Linked DNA regions of Anas platyrhynchos: region 1 is linked to region 2. Evidence: chromatin contacts called from public Hi-C data. All regions are on one chromosome and are shown on one strand. The core of a region is the stretch at or near the end of the contact, and the rest is flanking DNA. Distances in the headings are between cores, read along the strand shown. Region 1 overlaps FRMD4A (FERM domain containing 4A). Region 2 overlaps FRMD4A (FERM domain containing 4A).

Region 1 (5,536 bases), core at 2,612-5,111, 150 kb after region 2:
AAAGAAGGATTATTCTTTTTTGTTGTTGTTATTTTATTTTCTAATACCAGGACAAAGGACAGTATGAAGCTGCAGATTTAGAAGAAACAGCTTTTTTTTTTTAATTATTTTTTTCCACAGCATATGACAAAAATAGGGAAAGTATCACTGGAGGAAGCAGGGGAAGCCAATAGCATAAATGGGTTGGAAATAAAGTTAGGCAAATTAATGTAGGAAAAGTCCATAAAGGGTTGTTAAGCATGACAAAGTCAGGAAGTGGCTGAACCATTGGTTCTTGGGCAGTGGGAGGATGCTCTGATGAAGCAGCTCTCCAGCCTTGCCTTGGTTTTCCCTTCTCTGTGGTCTTGGTGGACGGCTTGTGGCTGGGTGTTGGGGCAGGTTTGACCTAGTGGAGCTGTAACATGACAGCAGGGGCTGTGTTATCAAAGACAGAGTCCTCCTGAATGCGATTCGGAGCAGGAGTGTAATTCAGCTTCTTCCCTCCCACAGCCTCCATGGACTGCAGAGCAGGGCAGGGACATCACAGCCCACTTAAGCATTAAATACATTAGACACCTGAAGCTGCTTAGCTCAAATGCCCTTCTTTTAAACCATGATTTGCAAAATGCAAGAGCAAATCAGGTGTCTAAACCCCACTGCTTTTAAGAGGCCTTGCATGCCCTTAATCTCCTTAATGTTTTTTCAATCTCTCCGTGAAATCTCAATGAAAATCAGGCCTAGAATGATCTCTCCCTTTTTATCTTCTGAAACGCAGATAGTACTTGCAAAACGCCTTGTTAGATAGAAGCTATAGCTTCTCTGCACTTTGCAACCATAATTAATGAGGCTTCTCAAACATTAGATTGTCGGAAAAAGGCATATTTTGTTTGCATGGACTACTTCAGCACATTTTCTTCTCACAAACCACGGACAGTGAATGCAGACACTCTGGTGTCAGCCCCATCAATCTCTGACTTTCAGAGCTGATCCTTATGCCTCCCATCTTCCTCGCCTCATGCAAGCAAGATGAGAAAAGAGGAACTTTGAAGCTTGGCTGGATGGCTTAGGTGCAGCCATGCCAGGCTCCAGCGTGAATCACATGTGCCAGCAACATAAATCAGGTCTGTAACGTGAGGCCACTGGAGGAGAACTCTGTTTAATGTACCTGACCTGTGTCCAGGGTTCATTTCCACGTGCCCCTGGTGTAACTTGCTTTATCAGCTGTAAAGAAAAGCTCGCCAGCTGCACATTATATTCACACTCCAAAGTCAATGGAAAAAGCAAGCAAAGTCCTAGAGCAGACCTGTGGAAATAGACTAAATAAATCCCTTCTAAATTGTTTTGCTTTCCCTGGTAGAACGGTTGAAGAGTTTATCTGTGATGGACCCAAAATAACATATTTCACTTAACTGGGGGAATGCTTTACAAAATAAAGAAATAAAATCAAGCTAAATTCTAAGACTTGGCACTCTCGAGTGATTTAAATGTTGAAATAATAAAATGGAGCTTTTGGAGCTTTGCTGGTTTGTCAAAAAAGAAAAGGTCTCCCTCGTTGCAGCAAAAAATATTAGTTGAATTCAGCCTGAGTCTATGGATAGTTTCAGTCAGCCTGGAACTGCATTTATTAGCAGCTAAACTATCCATCTGAAAAATGTTACCTAGTTCTACCCCAATTGTTCTCCCCACTGCTTAAAAATATCCTACTTACAGACAACGCTATTGTTCAGCGTAGATTTAAGATGTTGTGGTTCATTGTCTGGCGCTGCATCTCCTAGGGAAAGCAAACCAATTAGGCCCCTCTATTTCGGTGCCTCAGTGCCTGTTTGTGCAGTTATTATGTCATATGAAGGAACACAGCCTTATAGTCTTTGACAGATATGACCGCATTTCTTAAAAGAAAATACCATGTTTTCAGCAAAAAATACCCTGTATCCCAGCTTTGGGATAGAAGTGGTCACAACACAGCCCAGGAATTGCCAGCTGAGACCAATTGAGCATCCTGCATCCAGGTCTCTGCTAAGTGCCTGTCCCAAAAACTCATCCCAAACCTACAAAGCAGTAAAAAAAACACAAAACACGGGTCCTGAACCCCGTTATTACAAGCAGACTTATGAGTTGAAGCACAAGGAACTGTGTCCTTTTCAAACTTTTCATTACACAGCCAAAACCAACCAACCACCACCAACAAAAACACAGAAAAAAGAAGTGTGGATCTCCTAACACGTCTGCTCCTGGACCTGTACCTCCCCTCGCAGGGCTGGCAGCTTGCATTTCACAGGCACCAAACCAAGTCCACTCGTTTTATATTTATTTGACCCCCTCATTTTTTATTTATTTGACCCATTTTATATTTATTTGACCCGCTCGTTTCATATTTATTTGACCAAGCAGACAAAAACACATTGGCCAGTTTTACCGATTCAATGCCTTTGCTTTGTCCAGAGAGGCAGATGGACCAGGTTCACAGCTGCCTTGTGCCCCTGCATGACCAAACTCTGCCTCCTCATCTGCATCTGCTGGCTGCTGCCGACTCAGACAGGACTTAGTGTCGTGGCCTGTACAGGAGAAACCTCTCATTTTCTCAGTCTGCTGCCTCCCCGAAATATTTTCCAGCCATCAGCTCAGGAATGAAGTTAAAAAGGCAGGTGCAAGAGCACAGATTTGTAAATATTAGGTTTGCATATAAATTACTTGATTGGATGTGGCAGTGAAAGGGCTGCTGCTTAATCTGACTGCCTGGCTGTGGCAGCAGCAGGTGACACGGGATTTCCAGAACCAAAACCCATAGTTGTGTTTTTTTTTTTCAAACCCACTGAAATTACCTGAACTGCACTGCAGGAGGAAGAGCGGCTAAAAATCCACGAGCAACCCAAAAAACACCACAGGTAGTCTGTGTTTAGGCAAGAGGCTCCTAGTGGTCCCAGCTGGTACAGAGCTGGATTAACTGGGCCAAACTGGAGTGATGGGGCGGCACACATGGACTCGGTGTGGCCATAGCCAAGGGTAAGAACATCAGGCAGCCTGGCTGCTGCTTGCGAAGGCATTTCCCTTCGTGCTGGCAGTTTAACACCACCGTGGCCTTGTGTTCGTCAGGTGCAGGAGCAATGCACTGAACAGTCTTTGAAGTGCCACAGCTTCCTGCTAAATTAAAGGAAAATACCCCGAGCTCCCGCGTGCTGCAGGAGTGTGCACACAGCAATGAATTTTACAGAGCTCAAAATCCCCACACCGATTTCACATGTTCATTTAGAAGCCTTCGGGGGGCACGAGCCCTTCTTTAACAGCAGGAACACAAAGAGCCTCTTCTTCAGGAGCCACGAGTTTTCTTTGCCGTGTGAGGGAAACAAAGCCAACACGCCGCTCATCTGAGCGCTTTCCCTACCGAGACACGGGATTACTTTTTGCAGCAGTTTGCTAAATGCTCGGCCTCAAAGGTAGAGTGAAATCAAGCATTCAGCACGCTTAAAGCAGCACAACGGAGGGGGATGTAAAGCACCCTCCTTCTGCACCCAGCTGGCACCATTTGTGCCTGGCGTCAGCACACGGCCGAGTTTGTACCCCGAGATAATTCCCACCTTATTTTCCCCTCTCGATGGGAATAGCAGGAAGGTTAATTAAACCCTCCGAACTGCTGCTGTTATTCATCATTCCTTCCCTGTAATACAAGCAGCGCTATCTCGCATTTGAGCCCTGGTTCCCTATAAATACCTGCCCTCTGCTTTTACCTCCGTGCTAAAAGCCTTTCACGCAGCAAATGCAATTAATTTCCTCGCAAGAACAGCCAAGCCGTGTGACCGAAGTTCTCTGCCTACCCACAGCAGAAAACAACCCTCAATCCCTAGGCAAAAGAAATGTGCACCAGCACCAGACTTTGGGGGAACAGCACGCCCTAGTGTTCCCTCTGCTCCTCGCTGCCGGCTGGTTTGTGGGCTCCCTACTGCTGCTGCCCAGACTGAGCTCCCAGGAAAACAGGATTTCTTTCTGCAAACCCAGAATTTCTGTTTTGTCTCCCCACTGAAAGTCTTCATGGCCTCGGAGAAGGGGTCAACCACAAGCACCCTGGTGTGAACATGCAAGACAGAGGCTGGATCGGCTCTGCTCTGCCATCACCAACACAGCCAGGGAAAATCTGGGTAGCGTAGAGGGTAGCTGCTGACTACTGCTGTCCAGACAGACCTTAAGACATGCCTCTGCTTTTGACCAGGCCTGTTATTTGTCAATAATTATAATAATTCTTAAAGATCTGTCCTTCTCAAGACACATCTCCATGCTGGAAAAACCCACCAGGCTGTTTGCTAGAGACCTAGGATTGTGTGCTTTAAACAAAAGGCACTGGATTTGCAAAACAGCCTTAGCTGTGCACTGCTGCCCTGAGGACCAGTGCTTCTTCCTGACCTCAGGGCTGATCACTTTATTCCTTGGAGCCTGAAGATGCCCTAAAGTTTTTTGTTTGTTTATTTATTTTTTGTTGCAGTCAATGTAATTGCAAATGTTCCTGCTATTCAGGGAGCTCTAACAACAGAGGATGCTCCTTGCAGATGCTCCTCAGCCAACATCTGGACTGAATGCCCCATTAGACCAAAGCCAGACCTCTCTTCTGCACAAAATCAGATACACAGGGGACTGACTTCCTCTGTGGGCAAATTGTGAGTGGTTTGTGGATGCTGGCAGAGCTGGGAAGGAAAGGGCAGATTGGTTTGCAGACCATCATGGTTATAATGGGATGGTTGCTGTGTATGTTATTAGAAGAAGGAGCAAACAAGGACAGAGCAAGAATTTGGGCAGGGCTCTCAAAGACCCTGCAAAGGTCATCCCTGCTACACCCTGCTTTACAGAGCATGGCATGGGAGGCGTGTGTGACACAGCTGAGCTCCCAGCTGCTCGTCCTCTGGAAAGGGGAGCCGACCCATCTCTGCAGTGGCAAGAATCTCTCTCTCCTCTGCTGTATAAATACAAAAGCGAATAATCAGACCTCAAAGCAAGACCCAGCTTGCCTAACCTTTAATCCAGGCTGGAAGCAGCAGTGCCCTGACAGCTCCACTGGCACAGAGCCCCACGTGTCGGAGATCTGAGCCAGTCACCAAACGGGATGAGAGGATGGCCTGGCAGCAGATAAAAAGCCGTCTCCTTATCTATCACCCACACCATCTGGGAACCTCTCTCCTCGCCTTCCCAACCCTAATTATTTTTTACTGCTTGATCTCAAGAGGTGTTCATGGCATGACCCACAACCAAGCAAGCCTGCTGCTTCTTGCCCTCTCTCTGGCAGTTGGCTTTTCAGCCCCTTTATTACCATATTCACCTGTGAGTCAGATAATTGCTCATGTGATCCCGGAGTATTAGTCCTCCTTGTGTCGTCGCAAGCGCTCGGACATTCCAATTTTCAGGGGATTATATGCAAAGCAGAAAAGACATCAACCGTGCCTTTAATGCTTTCCCCTGGTCTCTCATTTCCCCAGGGACAACCCTTTTATCTCAGGGAGCCTTACAGAGAAATCAGCAATTCAATTGCACTGTTTTTTTGGCCTTCAATTTCAGATACTTATTCCTGTTTGAT
Region 2 (6,183 bases), core at 3,466-5,965:
TTTTGAGAACTGAGAACCCACTGACTCTTTTTACAAGTAGTCTTGGCATTTCCTATTAAGCAGATTTTCAGAAAGCTCCCTCTCAATTTTCAAGGGGATGCCAGACTCAGGATTCCCTAACTCCTTGCTGGGTGTTTGGGGGAGTATTTAGCTCCTTTATCTAGATATTTTTTATTAGAATTACAGCCTGATGCTAAAGGGTTGGGTCATGTTCCACGCCAATATTTTGATCAGTATCTCAGTCTTACTGGCTATCTGGCACACCCTCAAAACCTAGTGAGCTCCCTCTTCAATAAATGTAATACACGTTTTGTGTTTTCCATGGACCATATACATTTCATATGAAATATGTTAAGCATCTCATTTGCTGACAGCTACACACAAAGCGTAGTGCAGTAATGTAGGTGGTAACTGGTCAGTGATGGAATTTCTGCAGTGAGGGAGTTTCCGCTGCCAAGAGGACCGAGTTTTGCATTCAGGTTTTGTACATGCACCCGCAAAACCTGTCAGCCCATGTCCAGTGGTGCTGCAGTCCCGAGGCTGGGGTAAAGTTCAGAGCTTTGGTGGTACTTTAATTTGTTCTGGTACCACAACAATTTGAAATAAGGCTGCACTTGAATTCTGACGGTCCTTTAGTATCTTCCCATCTCCCTCTGAGCAAACTGAAGGGCAGACAAGCTCTCCTGGGGTTCATAGGAAGGAATCCTTGAACATATCATGATTATAGTACAACACTGAGTAAAAACCAAAGGATATGCCCTGGCCTGCACAGGGATGGGCATACTGAATTCAGAAAACAATTTTGTAGGGTAGATTCTCCATACTTCAGCCCTTTGACCTAAATGCTGCAGTGAGGAGTAAGACCAAACGCTGTGTGATCCACCTTGTTTTGCAGGGATCCCGTCACAAACACGGGCTGTAGTAATTTCTGGTTCCAGCCAGCAGAGGTGTGGCTTGTTTTGGACTGTTTTCATGAAGTTACACATCAAACTACTACAGGAATACACGCAACATCCTGTGTTTGTGAGGAGAAACAATCGCAGCAGCAAGGGTTACAGTGGCAGATCTGGCTCTGGGCGTACAATTACTAAGCGCTCACGTTATTCATTAGGGTGAGCAGACAATAGATTCATAACCCTATTGCTGCTTCTCACAATAAGCCTGTTGTTTGATGTCTATTCCCCCAACAACCAGTATGCAATTGCTGTAATGTGCTTTTAATTGAGTCCCCCGTCCTGACTCTCTCGCTCCATTTTTGTCACATAAAATGATCTTAATGAAGATTCAAATCCCTAAGCATTAATTGCTTCCTTTAACATGAAAGTGCCATGGAAGTGCAAAGTGTTGTTATTTATTAGTGCCGTCTGGTGAGGTGCCTCATCTGCTTACATGGAGCCACACAGCTTCAGGCTGATGGGGAAAAAAATTAAATCTACACAAAGAAAGGGGAACAAGAATCATCTGACAATTATTTCTGATCTGCTCCCACAGCCATGCTCATAAATGTGATCTTTCACTAAAAAAAATCCCCACCTCCACTACCCTGAGAAGGTTCCTCTTTGTGAACCAGATATTTACCAAACCCCGCTGGTAACTCGTTCTCTGACCCTTCCCCTCTTCCTGAAGAGGGAAATGCAAAGATAATATTTGTTTCTGGAGGAGTGTTTTTGGAAAATCTTTAAGCCCTTCTGCCCACGCTGGAAAATACAGACAGTTGTATGTACGTAAGGTTATGGGGATCATCAGAGGGACAAATTTCACTGGGAAAACAAATGCAGCTAAAGTCAGTGGAGTGAAATCTGTACCCATTGGATACAGATTTCACCCAGGAATCTCATTCCTCACTTAGATTTTCTCAGACTTTACATCATACCCCAGGGTTGTGGTGGTCTATGTTATCACAGCATAATATGCATTTATGTAAGCAAAGTGCTGGGCAGTGTCATCTACTTCACATGTGGAGTGTTCTGGTTTGAGAGCCTTATGTACCAATTCTGCATTGGTATAATTGATGGAAAAGCTGTGTAAAGATGACTTTCACAGCTGATCTGCTGAAAAGTCCTTAAGTCTTAAAACTTAAAACTTTTTAAGTCTTAAAGCTGAGGGCTGCATGCATCCAAATCTCAGCCACATGGAGGAATCTTCCCTTTTGGTTCACAGGGACTCTGAGACTCCTGAAATTTGGGGAGTCTCTGTGCTTCTGACCAGCCATTCTGGATGTTACAAGTCAAAGCACACAAGGAAGCATCAAGCAAGAGAAGGCTGGTGCTTACCTGCAAGATGTAGGCAGCTAGTTCAAACACCACTTCACTGTCAACCTCGATGAGTTCCTTGAAGGGTGAAGAAAACAGAAAAAAAGAGAGTTCAGTGAGTCTGAGCTCCTACATGACCGTGCATCTCCTACTGCTGGATGAAGCACGTGGTGCCAGTTTTCTCTGGCTAGGCTTCAAAGCAGTCCTTGTGCTCCTGGAGACCAAAGTGAAGCTGAACCTGCTCGCTTTTATGCAGAGAAAGACAAATATTCAGTGCGATGGCCTGGAAAATGAAGCATAACTGGATGTGGCATGAAGGGATTCCTTGGGAGGAGGTAGGAGAAGGCAGGTGGAAGGGGGAGGAGCAGGGTCATTTTTATTTTCATTTATCATTTACTGAAAGGTAGCCTGGGGAATCCATTTTGGCATATCTTCACTCTGTAGGACCTGGCCCCTGACAAAAGTAATCTTGGAGGGTGAGGTGAAATTGTGAGCATTTTGCTTGGGCACCAGGGTCACAAGGACACTGAGGGCCCTATCTGATCCCTTCAGGGTTCTTCTGCTGTGTCTGAGGCAGTGGTCACAGGGAGTCTGTGCACTGCTTCATCTAAACGTGTGGGATGCAGACACCAAAAATGCTTGGGATGGGTGGCAGGAGCATTGATCCCATGGCCAAGTGTTGGTTTTTGGGAAGACAGTGAGCTTTTACTTGGATAATGCTTAGGCGTCAATTATGCAACTAGGTCTCTGGTGTGGCCACATACAGCGGGTCCCTGCTCAGCTTACTCCTGTGGTGGATTTTCTGTTGTGTTTATTTAAACTGCTGTTTTTAATATTTTATTTCATCTGGCAAGAAGTGAGTTATCTAAATATAGATCACGGCTGTGATCTGTGCTCCAGCCAAGTCAGGGCCGCACCTCATTTACAAGCCACAATCGCGTTGCTTCGTCTCTGGCAAAATCCAAAACAAAGAGAACAAAACAGAGGGTAAGATCCAGGTGTCCTTGGCTTCCACCGGTGCCAGCTTTTTAAAACAAGCACTTCCCTCCCCTCCTGCACGATGACTCCCCGGGGAGTGAAGCCCAGCTCTGCTACAGGCGATGAACACACCTTCCCCGTGATTCACACAGGCACCTGCAGCACCGTGTGCCTGTGCCAAGGGAAGCAGCCGGTGCACGATACAGATGCAGACGGGGCCAGGCTGGGACATTTGGGCATGTCCCACAGCAAATGGTGATGTGGAGAACCAGAGTGCTTGGTCTTCACTCTCCTTGATGCAGCGGGCACAGCGGGGACGAACCAGCCCCTACAACCCATGTCGAGGTTGTGGCAAGTCTGTACTAGTAGGTAGAGTGGGCCAGGGCCCATTCTCTGGCCCTAAGGGTACATGGCAGAGTAAAGCTCATGACTAAACACTTTTCTTCCCTCCCCCAGTCCCAAACAGAGTTAGCTCAAGTGCATTGCCTCTCGGGAACAGGTGCTCGTGCCTGGACAGTGCCCCAGCAATGCCCGGGTCAGGGCTAGTTAGCACCCGTACCAGAGAGTGTTTTTAATTAAACACCGTGACTGGCAGAGGGACAGCATCCAACGCCAAGCCCTGCCTGTTTGGTAGTACAAATGTGGCTTGGCTTTTCTGGGCAATATCGGCTGTGCTGGCCCTGTGCAAGGGTTTGGGTATGTGGGTCAGTTGCATGACCCACAGGAGCAGCACAGCACCCAACACAACACAGAGCCAGCTGGCAGCCCAAGGGACCAGCTAAACAGGACCACAATAAACAGGCCACAGTTTTCTTCTCTCCCAACACGAGCAGTCCTGTATTTGAGGGTGTGTGCCGTCAGAATCAATGGGGGAAGGCTTGATGTACAAACACAGCGTTACTACACATCCCATACCCAGTACAGCCCTTCCTGGTAGGGGAACCAGGAATGAAGCCATCTATGAGAAGTCCATCGAGGAAACTTTTTGTGTGATAAGGAAGGCACTTGCAAGACCTGCTAGTTGTAGGGATGGCAAGCACTGAATCCCCCCTTTCTATACCTATTAAATACCTCCTTGCTGTCTGGGTTCTTGCTCTGCATCTGAGCAGAGACCTTGAAACCAACTTTGAAATTCAGCGCCTTTTTTAATAAGACAGCACGGCTTAGTGTGGCTGGAAGTCAGACAGGGAAGGACTCGCGTGGGAGACTGGGAATCCAGCAGGACTATTTTTGGACAGAGATGACAGTCAGTGTGAATGTGCAAAGTAATGGTTTTGGGAGAGGTCAGACTAAAATAGACCAACCTAGATCTGTAGGCACTTTTTTCCTCTTTTTTTTTTTTTTTTTTTTCTATTTTCCGTCTTCTTATTAAGCTTTCTCCAAAAAAAGAACAACAGCGTAAGCTTTTCCTGGCAACACTCCAAAAAGGAACTATCCCCGGGAACCAAAATGTGATGCTCACTGAGCTTGCTGCTGGAGAGGGCTGACTAAGCACATCTCATTGCAGCCTTGCCAGAGAGCAGAGCTCTGTGAAGCTCAGCTCAGCAACTCCATCCCTTCCCTGGTGCTGGAAAAAAAAAAAAAAGTATTTTCTGGCTTCCTGAACCTTACCCTGCATTTTAGGATGTGAAGATTTAGTCCCTGCATTTTAGGCTATGCAGATACCAGGAAGTGAGGCCTCATATTTGGTGTAAGCAGTTCACTTAGCCTGTCAAAAACATGTTCAGGGTTGTGGGACACGATCACTCTCTGACTACAGATTTCTCCTCCTGCCAGACAGAGCGGAGTTATGAGGAATGGCCCCTACCAGCACAGGGATGAGGGATCCTTCCAGAGAATCCTAGCTGCCGTAAAACCTCTCCCATATGCAGAGCCATATGCAGCCAAGCCTGTGCTGCAGCAACTCTTGGACCTGGTTATTATTTGGACCCGGTTATTTTTTGGACCCTTCCTTTTGGACCTGCATGTTTGGCTTGTGGCACAGAAGCCAACCCTGCTGCTGCGGGGTGGTGGAGGAAGGCTGTGCCAGGAACCCTTATCTCCAGCACACAGCCTCGCAAAGGGTAGCTCTGAATTACCGTCCTGGTGACAACAGGCTGGTGTTTTCGCCAGGACTATTTTTGGCACAAAAAAACGTTTCTCCGTGCTGGCTTGCTCCTGTACAATGTGGTCCTCCGTACACAGGCACCGCCCCATGCTCACTCACAAACACACTCACACGCTTACTCTCCCAACCAACAAACTCCCAGTCATACTCACACGCACAGACTCATATACCTCCCTCACAAGTCACACTTTTACACACACAGATTCATATACATCCCTAACACTTCTATACTCACCCTCCTGCAGACACAAAATCTCACACAGTTCCTGTCACACACACACACGCGTCGTCACACATGGTAAGCACCCCTCAGGTGCTCACCCCCCCTCTCGCACACACACACATAAACTCACACTTTCCTTACACACACACAGTCTCACAAACACATTTATTTACACACTTTTTATTTATTCACCGACGGCCACACTCCCTCCCTCTCCCCCGTCCCCAGCCCAGAAGATGGCGCCCGCCCGCAGCCCGCGCAGCCGCTGCCGCCCTCTTCGGGCGGGAAGCGCGAACGGCGCTTTTTCAGCACAAAATTAAGATTTTTCCTTCTAAATACCAAGCGCTTTCTCATTTTAACAGCTGCAGATTTCCTCCTGTCAACCACAAGAGCTATTTGGAGGGGGGTTTTACCTCAGAACCTCAAAGTCCAGAGATGAAACCCAAGCATGCAGCTTTTAAGGGGATTCATAACTTGAGGGCAGAGGTTTGGGGGCAACACAATGCCAACTGCTTTTTCAGAGCTTCACTTTTCTCATTTCCAGCCAAAATTCAAAATCCTGAGTGCCCAGAGTCCTTACCTTGTAGATGCAGGACTTGGCGTTCAAGAAAAACAGCTCGATG

Evidence for each region. A called contact is a pair of places that touch in the nucleus more often than the background predicts.
Region 1: a contact with region 2 is called in a Hi-C map of F1 follicle, with 6 times the contacts expected there. The contact joins two enhancer-like sites. A contact is called at or near these places in 5 of 8 Hi-C or Micro-C datasets (F1 follicle, liver, skeletal muscle and 1 more).

What each region holds. Positions count from the first base shown.
Region 1 is chr1:7,397,765-7,403,300 of IASCAAS_PekinDuck_T2T, forward strand. All of the region lies in intron 1 of FRMD4A (FERM domain containing 4A), which reads right to left. Among named protein-coding and RNA genes, the nearest start is that of FRMD4A, 130 kb to the right of the region's middle. Within about 2 kb of position 3,862, at least 1 of the 8 cell types and tissues checked has an H3K27ac peak or open chromatin away from gene starts, as enhancers often do.
Region 2 is chr1:7,250,051-7,256,233 of IASCAAS_PekinDuck_T2T, forward strand. FRMD4A (FERM domain containing 4A) reads right to left here. Exons shown (of 23, transcript XM_072024583.1): 5 at 6,141-6,183; 6 at 2,274-2,330. Among named protein-coding and RNA genes, the nearest start is that of PRPF18, 86 kb to the left of the region's middle. Within about 2 kb of position 4,716, at least 5 of the 8 cell types and tissues checked have an H3K27ac peak or open chromatin away from gene starts, as enhancers often do.